Linked DNA regions of Mus musculus: region 2 is linked to region 1. A link is a contact called in public ChIA-PET data. All regions are on one chromosome and are shown on one strand. Each heading gives the region's core, a stretch centred on a gene start, on an enhancer-like site or on the middle of the called end of the contact. The rest is flanking DNA. Distances are from core to core; before and after follow the strand shown.

Evidence for each region. ChIA-PET counts read pairs in DNA pulled down with a chosen protein or histone mark.
Region 2: an RNA polymerase II ChIA-PET map of effector CD8 T cells shows a contact between it and region 1, with 5 read pairs. The contact joins the promoter of Hjurp here to the enhancer-like site in region 1. A contact is called at or near these places in 6 of 484 Hi-C or Micro-C datasets (all in embryonic stem cells), 1 of 115 datasets of contacts at active chromatin or transcription factors (effector CD8 T cells) and 2 of 9 other capture datasets (embryonic stem cells and pancreatic islet).

The regions. Positions count from the first base shown.
Region 1 is chr1:87,825,426-87,832,775 of GRCm38.p6, forward strand. Sag (S-antigen, retina and pineal gland (arrestin)) reads left to right here. Exons shown (of 16, transcript NM_009118.2): 10 at 2,972-3,044; 11 at 6,414-6,551. Among named protein-coding and RNA genes, the nearest start is that of Dgkd, 24 kb to the right of the region's middle. Within about 2 kb of position 4,461, at least 154 of the 459 cell types and tissues checked have an H3K27ac peak or open chromatin away from gene starts, as enhancers often do. A contact at or near this core is called in effector CD8 T cells, where this site is marked.
Region 2 is chr1:88,273,162-88,280,511 of GRCm38.p6, forward strand. Hjurp (Holliday junction recognition protein) reads right to left here and starts at 4,418. Exons shown (of 8, transcript NM_198652.2): 1 at 4,213-4,418; 2 at 4,058-4,124; 3 at 1,881-1,936. The coding sequence starts at 4,308.

The DNA.
Region 1 (7,350 bases), core at 3,211-5,710:
GGTGTTTACCTGTGTGAATGGCTGTTTACCATATATGTGCAGTACCCGTATCATATCAGGGGGCATCAGATTCCCTGGAACTGGAGTCACAGGCGGTTGTTAGCTGCCCTGTGGGTTTGGGGATTTAAACCTTAACCATGAACCATTCTCCAGCCCCACTTTCCTTTTTTGGAATTTGATAGCTTTTGCTGACCAATACAGCAAGGCACTGGATTTGAAAATACTGGGCTTAATCTGTTATGTCACCCTTGAATCCCAAGTTGGCTCGTTGTCCACCTTCTCAGGCCTATAGGCTAAGTACAGGTCCCCAGCAGTGCTTTCCTGAGTAGTGATGTGTGACGTCTTCCCTTGAATGAGCATCTAACAAAGGTCAGCTCTGTTGTATGCTGCAGTGGAGCCCCCCACCCCCCTTACTGATCTATATATTTCCTTAGCCCGTTGTAGCACACACCTGTGGTCCATGCTGTCAGGCGACAGAACGGTTGTCAGCTTGAGGCCAGTCTGGGCAACATACCTAGCTTTTCTCTCAAGACATTAAAAGTGTAGAACAAAACCAAAAAAGTGTAGGTCCTCTGTGGGCAAAACGAAGGAAGAAACAAAAAGCAAAGTGGATTGATCTGAGTGAGCAAATTCAGACTTCAACTTTCAGCTAAAACATTTGCTGGCCAAGCTGAGGTAGGTAGATTTACAACATCAGAGTAAGTAGTCATACCAGGTCGCCCTGGACAACGGATATGGGAATTTCAGTGTTACATTAGTCATTGTAACTGGACTGAGCAAGCAAGAGGCTCAGGAGTTCAAGGTCAGCCACAGCAACAAGCAGAGGCCAGACTAGACTACGTGAAATCCCAGTTTTGAAAAAGCTAGAGATGTTGCTCAGTTTGTAGCTTGCTTGCTGGGCATAGGCCAGGTCCTGGGTTCATTCTTCAGTGTATACATATGTGCGTACACGAGTGTGCACATATGTACAAAATAGGGTTTACCCCATGCCAACCAGTTGGTTGTATAGCCCAGTTATCTGCTATCGTTTGAATGTGCTCACTGTATGTTCAAGGGTTTGAAATTTGATCTCCACATTCACATGTTAATGATATTTGCAGGTAAAACTTTGGGAAGTAGCTAAGGTCAGATGGGGTTCTGAGGAAGGGCCTATAATGACACTATAATGACATGAAGTAAAGAGACTTAAATTAGCCATTAAATGTCTCTGCCATTTGAGGTCCTTGGCTATTATGATCAAACAGGAAGGCCCTTATCAGAGGCCAACACCACTTGGGAGTTCCAGCTTCCAGAGCCAGGGGCTAATTAAACCTCTGTGTATTATTCAGCTATAGCAGTGTCAGACATACGTTCCACTTTCCCTGCACGTCCACTGAAGATGAAAGTCAGGAATTGTGTGCATGTATATTAGAGAATCTATGGTTTTTTTTCCTTTTTGTGATTATGAATATTAATCCAGCCTTGTTTTATGTTGGTTTAATTCTCTATGGGCCTGAGTTATTCAGCATATTGTATGCAGTGCCAATGGCTTCCTTGATTGGTGTAGTAGAGTCTATCTGCCCCTTCAGGCTGCTATGGCAAAAACACCATAAACTAGGTGGCTCACACACACTGAGATGTGGGCCTCAAACGTGTGCTCCTCCTACTGCTGCCTCCCTAGTAGTGAGTTGCAGGTGTGTGCCGCTATGGCCAGCTGACAGCACACAGGAAAGTTCAGGATCAGGGCATTGGCAGATTCATCTGACAAGCAGCTCATCCAACAAGCTCCTGGAACCTCCTTGTTAAGGCCACGGAATCCACTCATGAGTGTGCTGTCCCCACAACTCCATCACTTCCCAGAAAGCCCTTCTCTTCACAGTGAATGCTCACTTGGGCTACTGGGATGAGCTGGCAAAAATGCCAGCTTCCCAGCCTGGTGCCATGACTTTGATCTCTGGAACTCATGTAGGGGAAGGAGAGAATGACTTTCCCACAAGTTGTCCTCTGACCTCCCAACAAGTCCTTGACATGTTCGTGGCCTCCTCCAGTGATGCAAATTTTAAAAATAATGTCACCCTGGGGTTGTAATTTCAATTTTGAAAGAACAGAAGCAAACTTTCAGAAACAGCTGCAAAATTGATCATGTATCATTGCATACTTGTATTTGAAATTACTTCTCGGGGCTGGAGAGATGGCTCAGTGGTTAAGAGCACTGGCTACTCTTCTAGAGATCCTGAGTTCAAATACCAGCAACCACATGGTGACTCATAACCATTTCTAATGAGACCAGATGCCCTCTTCTGGTATTTCTGAAGACAGCTACAGTGTACTTATTTATAGTAATAAATAAATCTTTGGGCTGGAATGAGTGGGGCCAGAGTGAGCAGAGGTCCTGAATTCAATTCCCAGCAACCACATGATGGCTCACAACCATCTGTACAACTACAGTGTACTCATATACATAAAATAAATAAATAAAATTTAAAAACAATTTACTTCTCAGCAAAGTGTGTTGGTGCATACTTGTAACCTAGCACTTGGGAGCCTGAGGCAGAGTTGTGAGTTCTAGGCCAGCTTGGGTTACACAGGAAAGCCTTTTTCAAAATAAAAAAAAAATATTTCTCAAAATATATTGGAAAATAATACCAATGACCTTGAAACGGTGAAATTTTCTGAAACAAAACATTAGTAGTTTTCTATAAGTTGGGTACTGTGATGGGAACTTGAAATTGTTTCTCTTAATCCTCAAGCTTGATTTTAAGAGATTATGGGTTTGGAGGAGAGAAGGGTGCTTCCTGGAGCCGAATCTCAGAGCCCGGTGTTTTGGTAACGCAGAGTGAGTCACTGGTATACAGAAATGGCCTGCAACCAGACCTTGAAAAATTGCAGCTTGAAGCCGAGGGCTGAGAAAGCCAGAGTCAAATGGTCCTGTGTGTCTCCTTGAAGGCACGAGGGGCTGCCCTGACCACCCCCTCCTGTCTTCCCTTTGCAGTGGAACAGATAGCCAATGTGGTTCTCTACTCAAGTGACTATTACGTCAAGCCTGTAGCCTCGGAGGAAACACAGTAAGTAGCAGGTGTCTTTCCACTTCCTGGGCGGCAGCCCGCTTTGTCAGCTTCCTCTTCTGAAGAGGGAACTTTGCCTTTTCTGAAAAGAAAGCCTTTGCTTTCTTCCCCCTTTCTCCCATCAAGAGCTATGAAGCAAGGCAGGCTAGGCTATGTGTTTATTTTGCCTCTGGGTCCATCTCTTAGGCTGGGAGAACAGTCTTTATAAACAAGGGACCGGAGGAGAGAAATCTAGAGAGTAAGGTCACTATGGGAACAAGAAGGGCTCTGTGTATCCTTGGAATGTGTTGACAGGAATGAGATGCTCGTCCTGCCCCCAGAAGATGACTAAATGAGCTATTAGCCCAGGCTAGGGCTATGATATGTATGTGTGTGTATATATATATATCTATATCTATCTATATATATATATGCGTATATCTATATATGCATATATCTATATATACATATATATATATATATATATATATACACACACACACACACACACACACGTGTGTGTGTGTGTGTCTGCATGCATGTTTCATTCTCTCTGTCTGTCTGTCTGTCTCCCCCCCAGCTTGACTGTCATGGAAGGGGGCCCTCGGGCTAGAATGATAGCCTTTACTGTAGCAGAATTTGCAGGAAGATTACACCAGATGTGTGTGTGTGTGTGTGTGTGTGTGTGTGTGTGTGTGTGTGTGTGTGTGTATCTCTATACCATTTCCTGTTTCTCATTCAAAACTCTGTGTGCTTTTTGGACCAAATGATCCTCGGGAGAATGGACACCATTCTAGGATTTCCCGGGGGTCGGGGGTGGGCAGAGCAGTCTAGAAATGGGGCCATATCATGTTAGCTTTTTCATTGTTTAGGCACAGGCACGTATCTGAGAAAACAAACTGTCACAGAAATATCTGTTTCCATTCACAGTTTCTATTGATCACAGCAGGGTGGGCGTGGCAGAGCAGAACAGCTCAGGAAACAAGGAATGCAGGCATTAGCAGGATACCCCTGCTCCCCCTTTGATGACAGCCAGGTTTCTAGCCTCTGCAATGGTGGCTCTTGTATCCAGGGCAGCCTTCCCTCTGGGCTAATCTTCTCTGGAAATGTTCTCACAGACACATCCTGAGTTGTTTTCTCTCATCTCCAAGGCCCTTCTCAAAACCATCCCATTACGACTAAATCACATTGGTCTCAATGTAGAAGCCACTCAGAAGGCTGCAAGAGCCCAGCACTGTTCCAGACACATCCAGCAACCAGGGCTCTGGTGGGCAGGGTTCCTCAAACCGGGTCAAACATCCGTTGTAAGCTGCTGCTGACCATGCAGTATGAGATCCTAATGGCCCTGAACACAGCTGTGGGCCTGGCTTCCGCAGGTTCTACTACAGTACAGCCTAGCCCAAAGGCCCTCTTCTGCTAGAGGAGAGAGAGAGAGAGAGAGAGAGAGAGAGAGAGAGAGAGAGAGAGAGAGAGAGAACACCACAACCCAGGTGGTAGGATGTGGCCACCCCTAGCTCAAGCAAAACTTTGCAAGAGTTTCCTGAACTCACTAGAGGCAGGAGAAGCAGAAGCTGCTTTAAACTCCCGGGGGTTGGGGTGCAAACAGGGGCGTCCTTCCCATGGGAGACAGTTCACATGTCCAGATGTCTGGGAACTCATTCAGGAAGTGGTCCTGATGCTGGCTCCCAGCCAGCATTGTTGCAAGCCATACTCTACCTTCTGCCTGCAGCCCAGGCCTGGTTGCTAGGATGTGCACTGCAGAATGAATTGTCCAGCCCAGATACCACTCTGGAATCCCAGGAGTGCTGTGTCTCTAGCCAGGTCCCAGAATTGACCCTCAGAGTGGGGTTCCTTCTGTCTTTCACTCATAGGAAACCCCACAGCCCTCTGCAGGAACCCCAGTAAAGAAAGAGGGGAGCCAAGCTGGGCAGTGATGTTGAATACCTTTAATCTCAGCAGAGGCAGGCAGATCTCTGTGAGTTCAAGGCCAGCTTGGTCTACAGAGTAAGTTCCAAAACAGCCAGGGCTACACAGAGAGAGGAGAGAGGAGAGAGGAGAGAGGAGAGAGGAGAGAGGAGAGAGGAGAGAGGAGAGAGGAGAGAGGAGAGAAGGAGAGAGAGGGGAGAGAGGGGAGAGAGGGGAGAGAGGGGAGAGAGGGGAGACAGGGGAGAGAGGGAGAGAGGGGAGAGAGGGGAGAGAGGGGAGAGGAGGGGAGAAGAGGGGAAGAGAGAGAGAGAGAGAGAGAGAGAGAGAGAGAGAGAGAGAGAGAGAGAGAGAGAGAGAGATCTTTGAACTGACTGATCAGACTGACCTGGGTTATAAGTGGTTACAGACCTATCAGTCACACGGTCTATCCTTCCTAGTATGGACAGTTTTGGCTACAGTGGTTCTGTATCAGCTTCTTTGCTGACACTGCCCACAGTGGGACTCAGGAAAGGGTCTCTTTATGGCTGTGTAGATCAGGATAGCCTTGAATACACAGAGATTCTCCTGTCTCTGCCTCTCAAGTATTAGCATTAAAGGACAATGCCACTACACTCAGCTAGATTTTTAGTGAGTTTCATTTGCTTCTGGTCTTGTTGTTTTTGCTTTTATAAGACAGACTTTCACTATGTAGTCCAGGCTGGTCTAGAACTCATGATCTTCCTGTCTCAATCTTCTGAGTCTTGGGATTACCAGTATGTACCACCACTGCTGAGTATTGGTCTTATTTAACCTCACAGAACATTTCAGAGGTTTTCGTAATTCAGAACAAGTCAAGAGGCTTGAGGGAATGAATGTCCCAACCTTTTGTGTATGCTGTGTGTGTGTGTGTGTGTGTGTGTGTGTGTGTGTGTGTGTGTGTGTGTGTTCTGTTTGTGCCTGGTGCCTCTGGAGGCCAGGAGGAGGCATTTGATTCCCTGGAACTAAAGTTACAGGTGGCTGTGATTTACCACGTGGGTGCAGAGAACTGAATTCTGGTCCTCTGCAAGAGAGTCAAGAACTCTCAACTACTGAGCCATCTCTACACCTTACATTTTTTAGACAAAGTCTCTCACTGAATTTGGATCTCAGTGACTGAGCGAGACTAGCAGGCCTATGATCTCCGGGGATCCATCTTCTAGCTCTCCAGTGGTTGTTTACAGACACACTGAACATGGTAGCACAGGGCTTCCCTCAGGACTCTATGGCACATGTTTTACCAACTGAGCCATCTCTCCAGCCCTGAAGTGTCATAGTCTTGCTGCCCCTCAGGCTCAGGACTAACAGCATGTCTGTTTGGTAAGGGAAACTTTCACTCTAAAAATGCCCACGGCAGGTAGGATCTTGAGATGTTAATTAATGGTGGCCAGGACAAGGTATTAATTGTGACTGTCACAGCCATAGAACTCTCTATGATTCTTCCTCAAGAGAAAAAGTGCAGCCAAACAGCACTTTGACCAAGACACTGGTGCTGGTGCCCCTACTGGCTAACAACAGAGAAAGAAGAGGCATCGCGCTGGATGGGAAGATCAAGCATGAGGACACAAACCTGGCCTCCAGCACCATGTAAGTCCTGGATGCTCTGTGAATGGGTCACCCGTGCAGGGCTGGTACCGGGCTTCCCCAGAGGCTCACAGGCAGGCATATCAGTAATGCTCCCACTTCCACTGTGGCATGCATGATGTTATAGTTGCCCAGGCTGGCTCTGGGCATAGCCTTATACCAACCATAGTGTCACTGCCTGCCCTCTGGGTGACCACGGCTAAGTTCCTTGAGCTCTCTGAGAACCTTAGTTTTCTGGTCTGTAAAGTGGGAGTAATAGCAAATTCCAATGTCACATGCTAGTGATGAAGACTAATTGGAACAATGTATGTAAAGTATGGTGCCTGAACACATAACCTGGGTTGTTGTATTTGGCTATTTCCATTCATTCAGTTTCCATCTGGAAAGACCCAGTGGCTACGGATACGTACCAGATTTTGTTGAAAAGAGGAGCTGACCTGCCTATTCTGTTGGAGAACTGCTAGATTGATTTAGGCAAAGACTATAGGGGGATAATCTCTGCAGTGAAGCCAGTTGCTAGCTGCCTTTCTAGGCCTTGTTTGCTGCGAGATTATAAGCTACTAACCGCTGATGGTGTGAGGCAGGAGCCAAGACCCAGGCTTGCAGCCTATATACTGCCCTCTCCCATAGGATGTGCAGGGTGCTCCTTCCTGGCCCCAGTAGGCTCCCCTCAGAGGTGATGCCCAATGAAAAAAGAGGGGGAGTGTTCTGACCCCCCAGACAGACCTGTAGCTTACATTCTGTGAGGCTAGTAGTGGGGACAGTGAATATTTGGCAGAATGAAGGTTAGAATCAAGGGGTT
Region 2 (7,350 bases), core at 3,168-5,667, 450 kb after region 1:
GGGAATGGTGGTGCACGCCTTTAATCCTAGCACTTGGGAGGCAGAGGCAGGCAAATTTCTGAGTTCGAGGCCAGCCTGGTCTACAGAGTGAGTTCCAGGACAGCCAGGACTACGCAGAGAAACCCTGTCTCGAAAAAAACAAAAAACAAACAAACAAAAAAAGACTGCCTACAGTTTTACAACAGCACGGGGAGCAATGTCCTTTCAGGTGCTAGCTCTACGGGTGCTAGCCTGAAGTGGCCAGGTAGCACTTAACTGATCCTGCCTCCTGGACCCCAAGCAAGCTGAGACCCCAAAGTTCTGTGGTTTCCAATGCCTGAAGGGCAGAACTTTTGACATTCATGGGAGCACCCCGCCCTCAGAGACCCCATATTGCTTATTTGGTACCTACAAAGAGAGCCCACAACAAACCAGCATGGGGCAATGGAGAGTCCACTCTAACTTCCTGCCTTCCACAGTTCTCAGAGTGGCATATTGGAACCAGCATTAACCCTTTGTCTTGGGGGTGGAGGGGATCACCAATAATAAACCCCATTAATACTGTGGGGTCCCCAGCTGTAACCACAGGCTATGCGTGCCCACTTTTCTAGTCTTCAGAAAAGCTCTAGCATTTCTACAGATCTCAGGCAGAAGATCTCCTACACTTTAAACAAAAACCTTAAATAAGTATTCTTGATACCAGGACTACCATCCTATCACTGGGCTGTTAAAGAAGGAGGTCTCTGTATTTGTAAAGACAGCACATTCTGTGGCCTTGACTGAAGATGCCACAAGAACTGGGGCACGCTGCTCCATCAATCCATGGAATATACCAGGTGTGTTCATTTCCACGCCTCTGGTGGCTTCCCCCATGACAGAGCTGAACAGCAATATAAACACAGGACTGCCACATCCTCAAGTACTTACATCTTCACAAAGCAAGAGTCACAACAGAGAAAGGTGCCAGGGCCAAATGCCTTGGAACTGATGAGCTACACAGCCAGTTCCAGGTTAATTTGGGTGACAGTGTGAGATCCTGTCTCAAAAAAAATCGAAAGGCAGCTACACTATGTAACAGCTGATGATGACGACAAGAGCGCCTTGGGAAGGGGCATGAGGTAATTTCCAGACAGACACTGAGGTGGTACGAGTGAATACATCCACAGCAGCCCAGCTAACCTAAGATTATTATAGCCAGTTCTGCCCTCCTATGGCTATAATAATCAGCCAAGGAAGCTTAACTCCAGAACTGCTATTAATGCTGTGTAACTTAATTTTGATGTTCCATTCCGGGCAATGGGTTTCCCCAGGAACCATGGTTGCCTGAGACTCCGTTAGACCAGGCAGCTTTTCACTAATCACCAGGGCAAAAGGCCAGTCTCACAGCAGGAAGGCAAAAGGTGTTGATGCCACCCAGAAAAGCAGCATTAGCTGTATTTACTAGCAGTAAAGCCCTGGCACCCGGAGACCCTCAGTCTAGGGGCACAGAAAGGTGGAGGCCATGCGATTCTGTACGAGATCTCCTCCTCCTCTTTCTCCATCCTGGTTACAGAGGAAGAAAAGAGGCATTGTTTTTTTTTTTTCTTAAAGGAAATGAGATTTGGGCGTTTTTGGTAAGGACCCAACTAAGGAGCTCCCTCTAGGACATTCCCTGAGAGTCCCCAAGCTGGTCCAGCATCGGTACACATGGCTTGCTGTGGACTATGATGAAGAAATAGCAGACAAGAGCCAGGAGGTGGAAGAAACACTTCTCAGTTTATCTTCACACAGGAGGGGTAAGGGCAGAGGAGGAGGTCATCCCATCACAGAGCACACCGGCCTCCGGGCTCTCTGGCGCTGGGATGCAGTCCCACCAACACACTAGAGTAAAGCAGGAAGGCGGCAAACCTGATGGCAAATACCTGAGTGTATTCCTTGTCTTCCTTCTTCATCAGCTTTCCTCCCCAAACTCTCAACCCTTAAGAAACAAAGGTGACAATTGAAGAAGCAATCTGAAATGCTCGCATTTCCGCTTAAAACGCTTTGATGGGAAACCAAAGCGAAGGAAGCGAAAGGCAAGCAAGCGTTCAGAGCAATCCAGGCATTGGCAGCGCCGTCAGTCAGTTTGGTGAAGGAGAAAGTTTTTAAAAAAACCAAGATTGGACAAACTTGTCACTAATGGCAGTCTCTCCTACCCAGAAGGCAGCAGGTCACCCAATTCCACCATGTACCTGAGGGGCTAACACAGCTCATATTCCAAATACATACTGTTCTTAAGTTATATATTTGGGAGGTAGGGGGAGACACGTAGCATACATTTAACCTCATCTTGGGAGTCAGTGCTTTCCTAGGGCGATCTAGAAGCCCAGGACAGAGAAGCCCACGTACAGAGAACTCTGGAGCTTGAAGGAGCGCATCAGCCCCGTCACCCCCCAGCTAGCAGAACCAGTGAGGTACACTCAGTCCTTCTAAATCCCTCAAGGAAAACACAAGTTACTTAGAAAAATGGTGGGTCTGGAGATTTCAGATTATATTATTATAACAGAAACAGAAAAAATAAATTACACAGCACCCTCTATGCTCCAGGTTTTAGCAAGGACACACCGTTTCGTATTTGCAACCCGTGTGGCATGTAACTCCCATACCCTCTTAAAAGCCCACAGGACAGACTTACCATGTCCACTGTACAGACAGATATGCGAAGAGGAAAGTTCAGATGACTAACCCAGCTCTCTGCTCATGAAGTGGAACCAGCATGTGAATTCTGGGAGGTCTGATAGCACTGACCACTGTGGGACATGACCTTTCCAGAGGACACTGATGCTCAACTACAACGGCTAAGTCAAATCAAGGCTTTGCTGAATGGCCCTCTCCGTGGAATTCTACATTTAATCGCATAAAGTGCTAATGTTGCATGTTTGAAACTGAACTCTACAATACGTGCTAAGTGCATGCCCAGGTGAACTGTCAACACACACAAATGATTCCCTCCTGTTCTCTGCAGTTAGCTCTCTGCTCCAGTCTCCACCTTAAATCTGGACTTCAGTCTACTGCATGTTAGGAAAGGCCGCGCCAAAAACGTGTCTCTCAGAACAATCAACAAGATGAGGGATTCATGGCAAGCTTGCTAGGACATAGATTTGTTAACCGACAACTGCAGCCCTAGGTGTCTATGTGTTGGCCAGACCTCAGGGAGGGCTCTTATACCAACTTGTATAGTCTCAAACTCTTCAGCAACTTCACTGTTCTCATATAACTGACATCAGTTATATATCACTGACAGAATATATCATTGAAGACAGATGGGCAGTCCAAAATACTCCAGACACTGCCTACCCCTTCACAAACAGCCGCAAGAGCACAGAAAAGCCAAGAGTCAGACAGCACACTTATGGATTCCTATATTGCTGTGTCCTGATCCCATCCAGAGAAAAGCAACCTCTTTGTAGAATTAGTTCAGTTTCTGCTTATTTAAAATGCTTACCCAACACGTGCCCTGAACAGCCAATAAGACAAAAGACAGACTGCACTTGTAGACCCCTGGCAGACTGTGATCCGAAATCCGATTTTATCAATAAATTCAGACAAACATCAGGGATGGGTCTTAGGGAAGGATACGACCTCATCAAATAACAAACTTATCCCAGTTAGAGAACCGATGAGGTTTAAGGTAGTAAGTACACTCACAACATTAAATAAAATGCGTCAGAGGTGGCAGATAATGGGGACTGTCCAAAACAGATGGGTCTACATTTATACAGCAAAGCCCATGAGAGCGGAGCAGTCCTGGGTGCTGTTCCAATGGCCTGACAGGTACTCTGGTGATGTTATACACAACCATACGGCTTACCCATGATTGTCAACATCCTTATTTTACAGAGTCACTTGTACCGCTAATCAATTAGCTCGAACTTCCATGCCAGGCATTTTAAAAAACCAGGCTGCACTGTGTCTCCAGGCATTTCTTTCAGAGAAATTAAATTGGAAATCAGCAACTCAGGGATTCAAGGTCCCTAGGAGCAAGGGGGACAAATGCAGCATTGCAAATTCTAGGCCCACTGTTCTGGCCCAGTGCCAACAGGAAGGGAGGGCTTCGTACCCTGGGGCGTCTCGTAGGTTAACGTCCTCATCTCCACCAACGGGTCGTCCTCAAAGGGCTGGTTGTACTGCGGGGAAGGGAGAGCTGGTCAGACTCCGGGGCGCTGGATCCCCGCCCACCGCGCCCTGCCCGCCTCGGCCGCCGTCCCAGCCTACCTTCGCTATCAGCCGCTTCATTAACGTCTGGAAGCGGCTACTGCTTTCCTTAAGCTGCTGATGCAGCCTGCGGTCCTGCCGACCCATAGACTCCATGGCGTACGTGGCTCTCTGCCCGGCACTGCACCCGCCCAAGCCCGTCCACAGATCAAACGTGGCGCCCCGCGCGCTAATAGGGTCTTTCAAAAGTATTTACGCAACCGATCCTGCCCGCGTTTCCGGCCGCCGCTCCCAGGGAGCACTTCCGGTGGAAACGAGAAGGGGAGGGACGAGAGGGAGGGTCCGCCGGAGCGGGTGGAACATGCGCATTACTTCATGCGGCACTCCCGCGTCCCCTAGAGGCTTCTGGGTGAGTTGCCTGTCAAGGCTCCTTCCTGGATCTACCAATTTCCCAGCTCTTGGGAAGGCTTGGGGAAAGCCAGATCCAAATAACGGTCCTGAAAGGAGTCTGGAAAGCCAGTGTTCAAAAACAAGACGCGTGTAAATGTGCTGAACGATATTATAAACGTGACAGAATCTGTGATTTTTATCCTAGGGTTTTAAAATAAACTTTCTCTCCCATTTCTGATTATAGGCTGTTTCTTGATTGTTATCTTGTTCCTTGAGGGGGTAGGTAATTTGGTGTCCATTTTATGAGGGCATTTACTTCGATTAACATTTTAGAACATTTTCAGAATTTTTGGGAGGGGTTGTCTTCTGGCAGAGCTGGGGGATTGAACCCCACTAGTTGGTTTTACTGTGACTTCATAACAGCTACATTTGTTTGCGGGTATTAACGTGATTATCACGATATGGGAATTAATGGAATCATTACTGAGTATCAGGAAGTCCCTTGAGGTGCCTCTCTACTTCTCAGCCTGCCCCCATAATCTTTTCATGCTGTCCCATTGAAACTGAGGGAGGGAAGAAGAGCTTCCAGGCTCATAGACTGTGGATGCCCACGCAATGTATTTGCAACAAGCGCGGAAGTCTCTTTCAAGATCCTGGGCTTCTGGGAGGGCCGTCGGTCGTCCGACTCTCCTGGGATTGGATGGCGGTTGCCTCATCCAATCTGTCCCTACCCCAGTATGAACCTGTTGCCTGTGGGGATGTGAGAAGGTGTTGCTTCAGAACGTTGGTGGTGGCGTCAACTAGATATGCTGTTCTGTCTCCTGAGCACCTCCAAGCCTTCCCCATCCTGATGGCTGAACTTCTCTGCACTGCAAGCTTAAAGTAAAACTTTCCTTCCTTATTTTGCTTTTTGCTAGGTGTTTTCTCACATTAACAAGAAAATATCCGAGACTCTGTCAATTTACAGATAATTTTGACTTCACATAGATCATTCACGACTACTGTGTTAGAAAGAGGCATTAATAGCTCATCAAAGTATGTTTAGTCAAATAGGCGGAGAAGGTTTCAGAATACTGATTGTCATTGAGAAAAATCAATTAAAGCATTTACATATACAAAACAGAACAGGTAATTTGGCCCAAATACTTATGAAAGTTAAGAGGGACCAAATTAAGTATTAAATAATAATAAATATAATATTGTAATAATAAATCTTACCAAGGGTTAATGATAAGAACATTTAGTAAGAAAGCCCTTCAGGGAAAAGGACAAAGGTCAGAAATTGTCAACAAGAGAGGAGGTGCAATGGGCAGTGCTCTGTCTCAAAACTAAGTTAAGGATGAGCAAGAACAAGGTCTGAGGGCGGACATAGGAAGGTGCCACATTTAAACCTATTGCTTTGTAAGTTAACTTACGAAAGTTAAAAGGGACCAAACTAAATAGTCATGTCCAGTCTAGGAGGTTAGCATAATTAACAACAGCCACAAATATTAACTATCAGGGTGAGCGTGAGGAAATGGATCTCTAACCCTTCAGGAGAGCCTTTGTTATGCAATGTTTCCAGAGGAAAGTGCAGCATGGTGTAAAATGGGCTTTCAAAAAACACACCGTACTTTGATGCCATGGGTCAACATTTTGAAACCTAAGCAATGAAAGACCTTGGCAGGAATTTAGCCTGGGGGTGTTTACAAATCTCTAACCACAGTATTTAGTATTGTGAGTGTGCTGGGGATGAGAGTGGGGGTGTGGGAGTGTGTGAGGTTCCATTAAGTTTTGAAGAACTGCATTCATTGACATTTAGAATGACAGGACAGAGAGGTCTCAAATGGAGTTTCTAAACATGTTTTGTACCGGTACTTTAAAAGTGTCTGTGTTGTGGCTGGAGATATGACTCAGCACTTAAGACCCGCACAGCTCTTGCATAGGACCCAAGTCTGGTTTCCAGTACCTTTGTCAGGATGTTCACAAAAAGCCACAACTCCAGCTCTGGGGGACACGTTCTGACCCCAATCGGCACCCACACTCACATGTAGAAACCCCCTATACAAATTAAATATAAGAAATCTTTGAAAATGTATATTGTTAAAGAAATGTTAGAGGCTACAAATGGTCAAGGTCTGAGTGCAAAAAATGTTCCTTGCAATCTTGTGTAAACTAGGGAAAAGGGTAAGTAAGATAGTGGGAGAAGAGATAAGGTTTGTGTAGACTCTTGGTCTTATTTCGGCACTGCATGATAACAGGATTGAGATAACGTTTTAAATCACTACTGATTTAATTGCCTGTACCTAGACCCTTGTCTCTGTTAATTTTAAACTTTATGTATGGCCTTGCTATAACTGCATTCTGATTTGCTTTTGTTAAACCACTTGCTTGCTCTGCCTGCCCAGCAACAAATATTGTATAAGAAAGGACTATGTTCTCTACCCAGTGTGTGCCTTCTGCCGAGCAGAGTGTTGCCTGGCCGTAATAAAGCTTTCTGGACTCTTCACTGTTGTGGGGGTCAGTCTGTTTTGTGAGGTGAATTGCCAGTGATCTCATCTGCACATAACATCTGTACTTTCACGATGCGAGTATGCGTTTATGAAAGCGTTTCCAGGATATATTCATATCAACGATGGTGTGATGGAACACTTTTAGCATTAGTTTTCTTCTGCCACGTTTTCCAGAATGGGTGCCTGTCTGTGCAAAAATGAACCTGTGTTATTCATGGAACAGCGAACACGGACAGGCAATCACATATTTTCCCCTTCATCATACAAATCAGAGTCCTTTTATCCCAGTGGGACACACGGAGGCTCCAGACATTTT